2 separate regions of the Mus musculus genome follow, and region 2 is linked to region 1. A link is a contact called in public Hi-C data. All regions are on one chromosome and are shown on one strand. Each heading gives the region's core, a stretch centred on a gene start, on an enhancer-like site or on the middle of the called end of the contact. The rest is flanking DNA. Distances are from core to core; before and after follow the strand shown.

Region 1 (7,665 bases), core at 3,441-5,940:
CACACACACACACACTCTTCTCTTGCTTTCTCTTGCTCTTTTTCTCCCAACCATCCTGACATGCCAAATGCTTCATGAAGAGATAGGAGAAAGTACGAAGGCACTTCGTTCTGGACACTGACAAACAGGTGCCCCTAGAGCAGTGGTTCTCAACCTGTGGGTCATGACCCCTTTGGGCAATGGTTCTCAATCTTCCTAACTTTGTGATCCTTTGATATAGTCCCTCATGTTGCAGTGACCCTGAACCATACAATATATTTTGTTACTATTTCATAAGTATAATTTTGCTACTGCTATGAATCATAATGTAAAATCTGTGTTTTCCAATGATTTTAGGGAATCCCTGTGAAGGGATCATTGAACCCACATAAGGGTCATAACAACTGCCTTTGGGGTGTCTCCAGAGTCAAACTGGTCACCTATCTTTATCTTTCCCTGGCAAATATTAAGCTACCATATGGAATAGATTTCTTTAAAAAATACCATTCCTATGACTAACAGATCCCAGACACCTCTAACAGTCTGATTAGTGAGTGGTTCTGCTTTCCTACAACCAGAGCTATTCCCCTTTTCTTGATTCATTTTCTTCCAGTTACATTTTTTTTCTGAGTGTTTGAAGTTTAAGAAAACAAGACATTGTTTTACATATTTCAAAGAAGGGCTGGTGAGATGGCTTAGCAGGTAAGAACACTGACTGCTCTTCCAAAGGTCATGAGTTCAAATCCCAGCAACCATATGGTGGTTCACAACCATCCGTAACGAGATCTGACTCCCTTTTCTGGAGTGTCTGAAGTCAGGTACAGTGTACTTACATATTAATAAATAAATAAATTGAAAAAAAGAAAAAAAAACATATTTCAAAGAAATAAATCACGTGACAAAAATAAAACCACACTGTATGTCAACAAATAGAGACCATAGAGCTGCATGAAATATATCTAAGATATTTCTTCTCTCTTGTTTCATATTAAATGTTTCAAACTTCTGTGCATATTTGCATTTATTAGAGGCTTAACATACTTTACAAATATTTATCTCCTCAAATCATTTCCTTTTCTCAAGTAAGGCCACCTTCTCTTCTAATGAATTGATTGAGTACTGTGTATTAAGCCCTCTGGGTGTCTTAATTTCGGGTAACATCTTTCCTTACCATTTTCTGAAACTTGTCTGTTAGCTTTCTGCTCTGTCCTTTGTGGTTTGCTCCAACCCAGTCAACAGCACAGAAACAATGAAATTGGAGGAAGTTCTGGACTCCAGTCCTCCCTCAGATTACCAAGTACCAAAGTACCAAACAATAATGGCATTACTTTATTCTTTCCCTGGTGACAAACAAACAAACAGGTTCCTGAATCAACCTCAGTGCTTAGAAAGAGAACCTCACCTTCCAGAGTGGACCGTTTGAAGTTAGGGTTTCACTCTAGTTGCTTATTTCACTGTCCCAGAGAGCAGTAGAACTTGATATAATACAAACAGCTCATGTGCATGCTCAGCACGGTCCCAATGTGTAGTTTGAAATAAAATTGTGTGATTGTTGTGCTTGTTGCTTGGTATCTGTCAGACAGTTTTATTTGTTTGTCTGTCCTCTTGACTTTTAAAAATGCTTTACCCCAGTGCTGAGCTGTTTTTGCAGAACAGATTTGGTCTTTCTGACAGTTTCTGTCTCTATTGTTGGTTTAGTTATGTTTCCATGTGTAGTAGGCATGCATGGCTTTATTCATCGATTTCTGTTTCCAAATCTCTATTATCAACTGCTTCTCCTCTTTCTTAGAAGCAGCTGAATTCATATAATCATGTGTTTCTAGATGTTTGACACACCGAAGAGAACTGTGTTCTACTGTTTGTGATCTTAAGCCAATCTAAGATGTACTATTAAAAATAATATATGGCCTTTCCCCTTGAAAGGTTATTCATGAGAATAAAAATCCTGTAAACATACTAAAGTTTAAAAAATAGTTAAGCTTAATGTATGTAAATATGGCAAAAATCCTACAGGATACTTTTAAGAAATCATTTTCTTACATTTATATGTATAATTAAGATAGTTATGAGTTAAGGGTAATTTCGTCTGCTTTTAAAAACAATGCATTTCATGTGTGTTGTGTGGTGGGGGGGAGGATACATCTGTGAGTCCTTGTTTGCTGTGCTACATAGAGCATCTAGCCAACAGGACCCCAAGCCTGCACACACTCTGCACTGCCCTAGTCCCGGCCAACTGAACTTCTTAAGCTTAAGTGGAAAAAAAAATAGTGCATAACAAATATAACAAATGTGCCTTTAAGATAAATGAGGAGACTTCTTATACAATATAGATAAGTAATTATAAAGATCTCTATAGGATTTACAGTTGAGTGAAAGGGGCTAATATGCTTTCATATTCAGAGCTCCTCCTGGGTGGAGCTGGGTGGGATCAAGCTGCCTCCAGGACCCTGAGATCTTGGTGTGACCAAGCTACTGGGATCCTTAGATCCTGTGGACCTGCATGTGTTAGAGCTCCTGAGAGTGGAGCTTTTTCTTAGTATTGTGGTACTGGCTGCAGAGTTAGAGCCCAACGTCTGCTCAGGACACCTCTGATCCTATGATACTCAGCATGTTAGAATGCCTGGGAATGGAGTTTCCTCTGGGTGTTGTGGGACTGGCTGCGAAATTCAAACTCAAGGTCTGTACAGGGCACCTGCCCAGACCAGAAGGAACCCGTGTCACTGGTCGGGCAGAGTTCCTGGGTTCCTAGGTCTTGCTGGTACCAGTTCCTTCTGGTGATGGGGCAGGCAGATGTGTCCTCCTCCCCTCTGATCCTGTAAAGTACTTTTCCTCCACCTATAATGCATTGTACAGTTTCACATTGTGCATGTGAAAATACAGTAAAGAAAAATAATTTAAAATAAGATCATAAGGCATTTTGAAGATGATGTCTTGTACTTGCTGGTTTTGTATTTCAACTTAAAATCAGCTGCAGTTATTACAGAGAAAGGAACTTCAGCTGAGGAAATGCCTCTAGCAGACCCAGATGTAAGGCGTTTTCTCAGTTAGGGTTCAAGAGGGGAGGTCCCAACAATTACAACACAGAACTTACTTAATGCATTTGGAAGATTCTATTGTAAGCAACATTCTTGTTTTCTTCTTTAAAACACACCTTTACTGCATAAGATGTTTAAAGCTAAGAGTACACGGGAACACTAAAACAAACACTTCTTGTTATTAGCACAGAGAGGAACACTCAGACATTCACGTTGTACTGTGTTTTGTGTAGCATCTATGTTAAAGTACTTTTCTTCCAGCTATATCAAATTGTACAATTTTCTGTGAAATGTGCACGTGAAAATACATTAAAGTAATGACATACAGTGTTGCAGACTAAAGAAAATCCAATAAGAATAAGAACTGTTTAATGCCTTTTGAACATGACGTCTACTGTGAGAAGATTTTCTGTTTTCTTCTTAACAACATTAATTTACCACCTAAGATGTACTCAGGAACACTTAAAAAAAACACTCTTCTCGTTATTAGCACACAGAGGAACATGCATTCATTCACGTTGTACTGTGTTTTCTCTAGCGTCTATGTTAAAGAACTTTTTTTTTCCAGCGGTAGATCATTTTACAGTTTTCTGTGAAATGTGTATGCAAAAATATATGAAAGTAATGACATAAAGTACCCCATATAAAGTAAATTAATTATAAATAAGAATGTTATGCAATTTGAATATGACATCTATTGTGAGTAAAATTCTTGTTTTCTTCTTAACAACACACCTTTACCTCCTATGATGTTTAAGCTAAGTATATATGGGAGTTCTAAACTAAACACCCTTCTGATTTCTAGCACAGCGCAGAATACACAGGCATTCACATTGTACTGTGTTTTGTGTAGCATCTATGTTAAAGTACTTTTTTAAAGCTATAACGCATTGGACAATTTTCTGTGAAATGGGCATGTAAAAAAACAATAAAGTAATGACATACAGTGTTGCAGACTAAAATGCAAGTAAGAACTTACTTAATGGAGAGCGAAACCAATGCCTGGCTGGGAGCAGCCGCCACGGAGGTCTTTGGCCAATATCGATTCCACCTGTCCACAAACATGGGGAATATCTTTGCAAACCTCTTCAAGGGCCTTTTTGGCAAAAAAGAAATGCACATTCTTATGGTGGGCCTGGATGCTGCAGGGAAGACAACAATTCTATACAAACTGAAGCTGCGCGAAATTGTGACCACCATTCCCACTATTGGTTTCAATACAAGAATACAAGAATATCAGCTTCACTGTGTGGGATGTGGGCGGCCAGGACAAGATCCCGCCGCTGTGGCGCCACTACTTCCAGAACACCCAAGGCTTGATCTTCGTAGTGGACAGCAATGACAGAGAGCGTGTGAACGAGGCCTGTGAAGAGCTCATGAGGATGCTAGCTGAAGATGAGCTCCGAGATGCTGTTCTCTTGGTGTTTGCCAGCAAGCAGAACCTCCCCAATGCCGTGAAAGCGGCCAAAATCACAGCGGTCACAAGCTGGGGCTGCACTCTCTACGCCACAGGAACTGGTACATTCAGGCCACCTGTGCCACCAGCGGGGACAGGCTCTATGAAGGACTAGATTGGCTGTCTAATCAGCTCCGGAACCAGAAGTGAACCAGACCCCCTCCATCCCCCTCACTTCCTCTTCTCTGCCCTCAGCTTTCCTCTCATGTGGCAAACGTGCAACTCTGTGGTCCTAAGTGCCAGAAGCTGTCTCCATGGGTTGGTCACATTGTGCATCGCACCGTGCTGTACATGTGCAGACGCAGCCTGCAGCCAGGTTTTTATTTAATGTAAATAGTTTCTGTTTCCACTGAGGCAGTTTCTGGTACTCCTATGCAATATTACTTAGCTTTTTTATTGTAAAAAGAGAATCAACTCACTGTCAGTACTGAGAAGGGATTTGGGTGTAGGGGCACCTGGCCTCCGGGAGCCATTGGGCTGTAAACTGGTGTCGGTATCCATTTGGTGGTTGGTTTTTAACCCAAACTCAGTGCATTTTTTTAAAAAAATAGTTAAAAATTCAGGACAAGAACACTTGAACACACAGAACGGAGACTATGCCTAGTGTAGGTTTTGCAGTTAATGGCCTGAATGCTAGTTATCAGATCACCTGTCTCGCTGTGGGAACAGGAGAGAAGGTGACAAACAAACCATCATCCGCCGCATGGTCACAGTAGAGCCCCCGTGACTCGCATGTCTTTGGGTCACCTGCATTCCATAGCATTGTGCTTGTACTTGTGCTCACACGATTACGTAGGGTAGGCTGGGAGCCATTGTGGGGTGCAGGGCCTGGCTTGTACTTGGTGTGTGCAAGGCCCAGTGGCAGCCTGCATACCCAGCCTACTCTTGGGCCCACTTGGACGCGCTGGCAGGAGGCCTGGGTCTCACCAGCAGGAGTGCGTGCAAGGTGGGAGGGTCGGCCCATTACAGACCCACATCCTGGAGCACCCCCATCTCCATGTGTGAAGTAGCTTCCTCCCTCAGCCTGCAAGGGTCCGATTTGCCATCGAAAGACGACCTCTACTTTTTTCTTTTGCATTTTGATAAACACTGAAGAAGCTGGAGCTGTTAAATTTATCTTGGGGAAATCTCAGAACTGGTTTATTTGGTGTCGTGGAACCTCTTACCGCTTTCAATACACAATTAGTAATCAACTGTTTTGTATACTTGTTTTCAGTTTTCATTTCTACAAGCACTGTAATTATAGCTGTTAGAATAAAGTCTCTTAACTATTAAAAAAAAAGAACTTACTTAATGTGTGTTGAACATGACATGTCTTGTGAGAAACCTTGTTTTCTTTTTTAAAAACACACCTTTATTGCCTAAGATATTCAAAGCTAACTGTACACGGGAACTCTGGATATCTCTAGTGCTAGCTGCACTCACTGTCTCTGCCTGGGGCCTGTCCCTCCGGTTATCTTGTTTGTGTCAGGACTCCTCAGGGTCCAGTTGTCTCTGTGATCCTGTGATCCTGAGATCCTGGGTATAAGAGCTCCTGGGAGTCAAGCTGCCTCTGGGATGCTGACGTCATGGTGTGACAAAGCTCCTGAGATCCTGTGATCCTGTGACCCTATGATCTTATGATCCTGGGTTGTGTGAGAGCACCTGGAAGTCCAGCTTCCTCTGTGTGCTATGTTCCTGGCATGTTAGAGCTCCTGGGGGTCCAGGTTCCTCTGGGTGCTGTCTTGTTGTCTTCTTAGAAATACATGTTTACTACCTAAGATATTTGAAAGTAACTGTACCTGGGAATATTTAAAGAAACACTCCCTGATTTTTAGCACTGACAGGAACATACAGGCATGCATATTGTGTTGTGATTTATGTAGCATTTATGTTAAATTACTTTTTTTTTCAACTATAATGAATTGTATGGTTTTCTGCAAAGTGCATAAATGAAAATACAGGAAAATAGTGACAAATTATATTACCATACTGAAGTAAATCCGTTAGAAAGCAGAACTTAGCCAGTTCCCACCTGTGCTTGCCAGGAGCAGAGACCCATCCCCACACATCCCACACCCCAGAAGCAGCTCGACTTCTCAGGTATGCAGACACATTCAGCTTCATAGCTGAGACTTTATACCCTGCCCCGAGACCTGGCTTATCAAGATCCCTGTGACCTGGGGAAGCAGATTCCCTGCCCAGTCAGAGTCACAGGCACCTTCTGCTTCCCAGCTCTGCTTGCTGGTAGCAGAGACCTGATCCCACAGAGCACAAACACCAGTGGCAGCTGGACTCCCCCAGGATCACAGAATGGACAGGCCCCAGTAAGAGACGAGGAACCCAGATAACAACAGAGATAACCAGATGGTGAGAGGCAAGCATAAGAACATAAACAAAAGACATCAATTTGGCTTGGCAACATCAGAACTCAGTTATCCCACTACAGCAAGTCCTGGGTACCCACACACACCCTTAAAACAAGATTGAGATCTAAACTCTCATTTCATGAAGATGATAGAAGGCTTTAAGAAGGACATAAATAGCTGCCTTAAAGAAACACAGAAGAACACAGGTAAACAGCTAAAAGCCCTTAAGGAGGAAACACATAAATCCCTTAAAGAAATACAGGAGAATGCAATAGACAGGTGAAGGAATTGAACAAAACCATTTAGGATCTAAAAGTGGAAATAGAATCATTAAAGAAAACTCAAAGGGGAAATGGAAAACCTAGGAAAGAGTACAGGAGTCACAGATACAAGCATCACCAGCAGAATACAAGAGGTACGACACCCTTTAAATAAATATATATATATATATATATATATATATATATATATATATATATATATATATAAATCACATATATAAAAAATACCTTGGTGTAACTCTAACTAAGCAAGTGAAAGATCTGTATGGCAACAACTTCAAGTTTCTGAAGAAAGAATTTGAAGAAATGGAAAGAACTCACATGATCGTGGATTGGCAGGATTAATATAGTAAAAATGGCCATTTTACCAAAAGCAACCTACAGATTCAATGTAATTCCCATCAAAATTCCATCTCAATTCTTCATAGACTTAGAAAGAACATTCTCAAATGCATTTGGGATAACAACAACAACAACAAAAACAGAATAGTGAAAATTATTCTCAACAATAAAATCTTCTGGGGGCATCACCATCCCTGACCTCAAGCTATACTACAGAGCAATAG
Region 2 (7,665 bases), core at 2,321-4,820, 45 kb before region 1:
CTGGGCAGGTATTGAAGTCACTGAACAAAAGCTCTGATTTTTAGCATACAGCAATAGATGTTTTATTGCGTTGAATAGAAGGAACCTTGCTTCATCAGATGACCTATGACAAACAGAAGTGGATCCCACCTTTCTTCCTGTGTTCTCCCTTGAAAAGTACTATTGTGCCTGTGAGTACCGGTACTTGCTGTACACAGAAGGGGAGAGGTTGGTCAGTTTTATGTTAGATGCTATTTAATGTACTTCCTGTACGTGGCCTCCCTACAGATATCTTCAGAAAGAAGTTAAAAATCAGAGAGTACTGAAGGTTATTATCTCTGGATTTTGCCTTCTTTTTTCTCTGGACAACTCTTGTCATAGAACAGGTTAGTTAAGAGACAAGATAGGAGGGCTCTTGGTGATCACTGTTTGACTCTTTGCCACCTCCCCAAACACTGACCCTGTGTGGGGGAGACGTACATGGGCCAGACTCATCTGTATTAATGAATCTTTCCCTAGATTCATATTATCACCTTGACATTTTCCATAAGGTGTAGTTACACAGTCAACATACAGTCCGTTCTCTGTATAAATGGGACTTTGGTTCCAGGTCCACTCATCAATATCACACCTAGGGATGGCAAGGTCTCCTATGTAAAATTGTGTAGTAATAGCATAGAACCCAAACACATCCTCCTTATACTGTAAATCAACTTAGATGTTTTACAATATTCAACATCAGTGTTGACTCTAAGAAAACACGTCGAATTATTAGGAAATCATGATAAGCAGATAGAAATCTGCATGTGTAGCACAGAAATAACATCTTTTAAATAGTCTCTTCTTCCTTCTCCTCTTCTCTCCTTCCACTTTTCCTCATATATATCCTTCTATATTTCCTTTTCCCTTCCGTTTCTTTTTTTTTTCCCATGAGAGCAATGATGTATTAAGATAGAATCTCACATGTAGCCCAGGGTAGTCTTGGATTGAAAATCCTCCTATCTCTATCTCTTGAAGGCTGAAATTATAGGTGTATATATCATGCCCAGGTTTTTCAAACTGAATCCATGGATGTGGAACCCTGAACTGTCTAGTCTTTGGGAAACTGCTAAGGTGATGACAATATTGAGGAGTAGACTCAGAGAGTACAGCCATGTCTCCACTTTTGTTAGCTCCTGGAAGGCTATTACTACAGGGATATGGAGTAAGCCTAGGCATTCATTCTAAAGCACTCTGTTTCACTTGAGACAAAAAAGAGGCAACAAAATGACCAGGAGGGACTAGAACTTAAAGCACAATAAAGGCCCTCTCAAGTCAGACAAGGACTCCAGGAGATGCTCTAACAGATTTAATGATCCTTGGCCAAAGAGGACCAAACCCATTGTGTTATGAGGTGTAAGAGAGGGTTCCAAGGTGCTTTCTTCTAACTTCAGATAGTGTTTATTTTATTTAAACACAGACACATTGGGTAGGGTAGAGATGAGTATCTTTAAGATTCACATGGCAGTCTTTCTAGAGCATCCTCCATGTCCAAAAAGCATCAGAACATGGGATCTGCTGTTGACACACTGAAGCAGTTTCAGAAAGATCACTGTTATGTGACTATTAATTTTTGAAATGTTTACGTTCAAATTTCTTTAGAATTTGGAAGGCTCATAGGAAGAACACACAATGACCAGAGTGCCTTTGGCTATGTTAGTGATGGGCAGGGAAGTCCTGCAGGTTTTTTTTTTTTTAAAGATTTATTTATTTATTTATTATATGTAAGTACACTGTAGCTGTCCTCAGACACTCCAGAAGAGGGAGTCAGATCTCATTACGGATGGTTGTGAGCCACCATGTGGTTGCTGGGATTTGAACTCCTGACCTTTGGAAGAGCAGTCGGGTGCTCTTACCCACTAAGCCATCTCACCAGCCCCCCTGCAGGTTTTCCTTAAAGCTTTCCCTCCTGTGTTCTACATCATGCAAAGCATGAACTGTGATTGTCTCTGAGGTTTTGCACCATTTCTCCTTGGTAATGTCTGATGAACAGGTATTGAATTCTGGTCTTTAATGTCCATGCAGAGACCACGATTTCCTAATAATTCAATGTGTTTTCTTAGAATCAACATTATATTGAGTATTGTAAAATGTCTAAGCTGATTTACAATGTGAGGAGGATATGTCTGGGTTCTATGCTATTGCTACACAATTTTTTACTACACCATGGGTTATCCTCAGCACTATCTTCCACTTGTGTCCTGCTTAAGATGTTCTGGACACAAGGTGACACTAGAAAATAGACTTCTCTAGGAAGGCTGCACCCTATTAGACAACTTCAACAGGAAAAAACATAAACTTTAACAAAGAGGAAATGAAACATTGCATTGAGTGTAGTTTAACTCAACTACCTTGTTGTGGCTGCTCAGTATTACTTCTTGACCATCTAGCTCACAGGGAGCCCATTATATAAGAAAACCACCTTTTCAATTTGTTATTTCATGAAATTTGTACTAGCAAACATTAAATTAAAAAAATTTAGTTCTCTGGAGTGTGCCCAGCAATTAATTTTGTAACAGCAAATTAAGAGAGCATCTTTCAGATGCACACATTCACAGTTTACAGAGTCCGCTTTTGAAAACTGTTGTCAAGTGCAATGCATATTTCTTCCATCTAGTCATCTTGATCTACTCTAATTTTGTTCATTATCAGAAAATTAAATGTAAGTACATTAACTAAATTATGGATATAGTGATACTGGGAAATTGTATTGAGAATAAAAGTACATAGGCCTGGCCCAAAAGAGGGATAAGAATGCTCATCTCGCCTCCCTAAGAAGGTAGGTGAAATTTATTTGAGATGGCAAAAGGCTCTACCTAGATGCTTTAATTAGCACCTGAACTGTAGATCAGAATATTCCCTTTTGTGTGGGTGGACAGTCATGTAAAATACATGTAGTTGGGCAACTTTGCACAGTCTGTCCTTCAGCTAGAGTACTGATCACATTGAGACTAAGCTATTGAAAATGTGCTTCAAAGATTCAATCACCTGGAAACAATTTTTCTTTTTAAAATTAAAGACCATGAAAAGTTTTTAAATTTAATTTTTACTTTAAATTTTTTATTTTAAAATTTTATTTATATATAATATGTAACATAACTATTAAATTAATTTAAAATTATTTTTAAAACTATTATAAAATTTTTCAAATAAAATAAGCATCACACATGAACATATGTTTAAAGGAAATTTGCTGTACACAGTATAGCGCCTTTCTCAGAGTTAGTCTTTCATCATTATCTCATATGAAATCGGTTAAGTAGAAGCCACCACAGGTTATCCTCAGCACTATCTTCCACTTGTGTCCTACTTAAGATGTTCTGGACACAAGGTGACACTAGAAAATAGACTTCTCTAGGAGTGCTGCACCCTATTAGACAAGTTCAACAGGAAAAAACATAAACTTTAACAAAGAGGAAATGAAATAGTGGGAATGAGTCATTCAGTACTGGGGAAGAAAAATAGAAATAGGGACTCTGGTGGAAACAAGAGACTGCAATTCTCTCACACCTACCACCCACCAACAGTCTCTTCTACCACATCCACAATCTGTGAACAATCTGTGAACCTATGTGTAGAGTGACAGCATGACATGTCACTGATACACCGGCTGCTGGTCTATGTCTTACGTGTGAAAATCTCCTTCAGTCATGAGGAAGACTTTTCTTTAAAATAACATTCTCAGGAGGAACAGAAATGACCAGGCCCCATGACACTCCTACTGTCGATAATGGGCCTGTTCTCCACTGGCAGCCACCACGGCCCTTCCTCCTTCCTGCCTGCACCCGTGTGATGTCAGAAGAATCAAATGCATAAGTCTTCTCTCAGAAGCTGAGATTTAAAGGATGTGGCTGGAAGAATAAGAGAAAAGGATAGGCTAGGCAAGCATCTACCACAAGTCCAGCACTGAAGTAGGGGGCTTTAATTTCTCTAGAATCTTGATTAAATGTCAACTCTGCATTCTAAAGGATAGGGACAAAGGAAAAGACATGTGGACATTTGAGCAAACTATTTACTTAAGAAAGTATTTCTAGTCTTGAAGTCATACCTGCCCAGAAACATTCAGTCTGCACATGTTCCAGGCTGCACCTACCTCCACTACCAGGACAGTTGGCTAACAATCAACACATATTTTAAGCTGTGCAGTTTCTTCCTACCTGTGACAGTCTGAATGAAAACAGCCCCCATAGGCTATTAGGGGGGTGTGGCCTTTTTGGAGGAAGTTTGTCTCTGTGGTGTGGGCTTTGAGATTTCAGATGCTCAAGCCAGGCCTAGTTGCTCTCTTTCTCTTCTTGATGCCTGCTAATCCAGATGTAGAAATCTCAGCTACCTCTCCAGCGCCATGTCTGCCTGCATGCCACCGTGCTTCCTACCATGATGATAATGGGCCAAACCTATGAAATGTAAGCCATCCCTAACTAAATATTTTTCTTTATAAGAGTTGCTATGTCCGTGGTGCCTCTTCCTGACAGTAGAAACCCCAACTAAGGTACTACCCATTTGATTTGGGAGATCTTCTTAGTTAGGATGTCCTGGGATCCAAACTGAAGGCATGGGAAAGTTCCAAGGGCAAGTGGGCCTCTTGTCTGTTCCTATATTTTATTTTTTGAGACAGAGTATCACTATGTAGCTCAGGATGGCCTCAAGCTTTCAATCCTCCTGCCACAGCCTCTTGATTGTTGTTATTATAGGTAGGCAGCATCGCACCTGGATAGACTCACAGACCTCACTCTGGAAACTTCAGGGTTTCTGAAGAATCAGGAAATGGGTTGAGGTGGGTTAAATAGACCAGTCCTTGTTTGTATGTATTTCCAATATTTAATTGGCTTAATGTCTCAGTTCAAAGATGCTTAGTGGTAGGAAATTGTGAGGTGAGAAATAGCCAGTGTAGGCACATTGACAGCCATAAGAACTGAGAGCTTGATAGAATGAGTAGTCGTTAGCTGACTGCCAGCCCCACCATTAGCTATCCCTCACATTGGAGCTGCTTTGTGCAGGGGCCAGCAACCCCAGAATTCCTGGTAACTTCCAAGATGTCCTTGTGCTCATAGCCTCATTAAGTAATTAATATTTATGATGACCTTGGGCCATCAAGAGAAGTAATTATACTCTGTTTACTCTGATTCCTAAGGCAGGCACTTACATAATACACTTAATTAACATTAAAAATTACTAACACTTATTGAACTTTATGTGCCAGGACTTGTGTTCCATGCTTTATAGGGATTATCTCATTGTAGAAATATTTCCATATAAAACAGCTTTAACTAAAAATATTTTGGTACTTAAGCTTTACTTGGCTGAAAGTTGTACATATATGGAAAACACATTTACTAAGGAGGCTTTGGTTAAATGATGGCTTCCATGTTCTCCTTTTGGACTGTGTGTATGTATAAATATATTAAGTCTGGTGAGAGTGTTAAGTATGCATCTTTGTACCGTGCTGTCCTTCAGTAGTACTAGTAAACCCTTATCCATGGGAAATACATGACAAGTCTCCAGTGGAATAGCACCAAGCCTTATGCATACTGTATTTCTGTACATGAATGTGGATAAACTTAGCCTATAAACTAAACACAATAACAGGTTAACATCAATGTTTAACTGCATGCTACAGTAAAAGTAACACAAACTGGCTGTTTTACCCTTAAAATATTACGCGCACTGTTCTTCCTGTGATGGTATGAGATGGCAATGCCACTCCATAGTAAGATAGAGGTAGCCAGAAAACACAAGCACTGTGGTAGCAATGATCTTCTATGAAGAATTATCTGAACACAGAGCTGCAGTGACAGTAGATTTGAGACAGAGACAGTGATGAAGCAACACATGAGTGGGCGACATATTCAGACAGGATACAAGACAAAGGGGTGGTTTACACCTTAGGTGAGACCAAGAAAGACAGCACAAAACTGCTGAGGGCTTTTCTGTTCCTAAGCTAGTCACAGTACAGATCTCATACAGCTTTTCAGGGAACACCTACATTGCTCAGGTTGCCTTTCACATCTACCTTGGTCCTATGTCTCTTCTCTGAGCTTCTGCAGCCGTTGGGTGCCAACTAGCTCTGCTATTCATCTCTCATGTTGATAGCCCCTTCCTCTCTGGACCACAAACAGCGGTACTCAGGCTCTTCTGTAGACTCCTCTCATGCTGGCATGTCACTCCTCCATTCATCTTCTGAGAGCTTTACTTTTCTCATATGAACAATAGGTATTATACTACTCACATCATATTGGCCAATATGTGCATTACTCTAAAATAACCTGCAATGAGACTGCTACACTAATGTTAGTTATCTGAGGTACAATTTTTTAAAGATTCAATGTGCTAAAATATGACGTTCATATAACATTTTTAAAGTTTTTGGCACAATTATTAATGTTTACTGTGTGTATAGTGTATGATGAATGTGTGGGCACATACATTTTATGGTACACGTGTGAAGATCAGGACAACTTGTGGAGTTGGTTCTTTCAATGATTTATTATTTTATATACGTGAATATGTTGTCACTCTCTTCAGACACATCAGAAAAGTACATCGAATTCCATTGCAGATGGATATACACCACCATGTGGTTGCTGGGAATTGAACTCAGGACCTTTGGAAGAGCAGTCAGTGATCTTAACTGCTGAGCCATCTCCCCAGCCCCAAGTTAGTTCTCTCTTTTTATCTTTGTATGAGCTCTGGGATTCACTCTCAGGTCCTTAGGTTTATGTGGTCAATGCTTTTTTTCCCACCTCTGAGTTGTGTTGCCAGCCCTCACATAGGTTTCTAGAAGTGTATTTTTTAGGAATAAACATGGAACAATCTTCCCAGCCTAAACCCTGACCAGGGACCCATCTGCTGCTTCTACATCGTCAGCATTCGTCCCTAAGCCAGCCCTCTCCAAAGACTCAGACACTCCAATTTCTTTCTCACTTTTGAGATTGAGCCGCTGAAATACCAGATCCTCTGTGCTGTAGAGTGGACGTTTATGTCCTCCTGAAACCTGTGTATGGTAACTAGGACCACAGGGTAATGTAATTAAGAGCCTCTGGCAGATTATCAAGTCACAAGTATGTAAGGAGTACTCATGAATGAGGTTCTATCCTTAGACGAGACCCTGAGAGCTCATGTATTCCTTCTGCCATGGGAACACAGCAAGAAGGCTGTAGTCAGGGACTGGATCTTTGGACCTCAGCAGACACCTAACCTGGCATCCTAACTTGGTATTTCCAGTGTTTCTGTGCTGGAAATTTATGTGACTTTTTTTTTTATAATGACAGACAATTTCTGTTGGGTTCCTGAAGTGGAAATATGCATGAGGCATGCACCATCTGCAAAAGAGTCTGTGGTGATGTGTAGATGGCAGCTTTGTGAAAGCAAAGACCAATGTCAATGTGGTCCTGTACAAGTGGGACAACACCTTTTGTCCCCAATTTCACGTTATTAGCTCTACTCCTTCTAGTAGCTGTCCTGCTAAAGTGGAAGACACTATTTCCCTGCAACTATATTTCTGTTATTATTATCTTCTATCAGCTATTTTTTTCCATTTTTATTAGGTATTTAGCTCATTTACATTTCCAATGCTATACCAAAAGTCCCCCATACCCACCCACCCCCACTCCCGTACCCACCCACTCCCCCTATTTGGCCCTGGCGTTC

The links. Hi-C and Micro-C count contacts between places; a contact is called where the count stands out from the background.
Region 2: a Hi-C map of CD8 T cells shows a contact between it and region 1, with 1.6 times the contacts expected there. The contact joins two enhancer-like sites. A contact is called at or near these places in 3 of 39 promoter capture datasets (the 3T3-L1 cell line, the C10 cell line and the HPC-7 cell line), 17 of 484 Hi-C or Micro-C datasets (B cells, the C2C12 cell line, CD4 T cells and 11 more) and 3 of 115 datasets of contacts at active chromatin or transcription factors (embryonic stem cells, kidney and memory CD8 T cells).

What each region holds. Positions count from the first base shown.
Region 1 is chr1:43,883,976-43,891,640 of GRCm38.p6, forward strand. It overlaps the pseudogene Gm19587. Among named protein-coding and RNA genes, the nearest start is that of Tpp2, 46 kb to the right of the region's middle. Within about 2 kb of position 4,691, at least 31 of the 459 cell types and tissues checked have an H3K27ac peak or open chromatin away from gene starts, as enhancers often do. A contact at or near this core is called in CD8 T cells and memory CD8 T cells, where this site is marked.
Region 2 is chr1:43,840,076-43,847,740 of GRCm38.p6, forward strand. No RefSeq gene overlaps it. Among named protein-coding and RNA genes, the nearest start is that of Uxs1, 16 kb to the left of the region's middle. Within about 2 kb of position 3,571, at least 21 of the 459 cell types and tissues checked have an H3K27ac peak or open chromatin away from gene starts, as enhancers often do. A contact at or near this core is called in CD8 T cells and memory CD8 T cells, where this site is marked.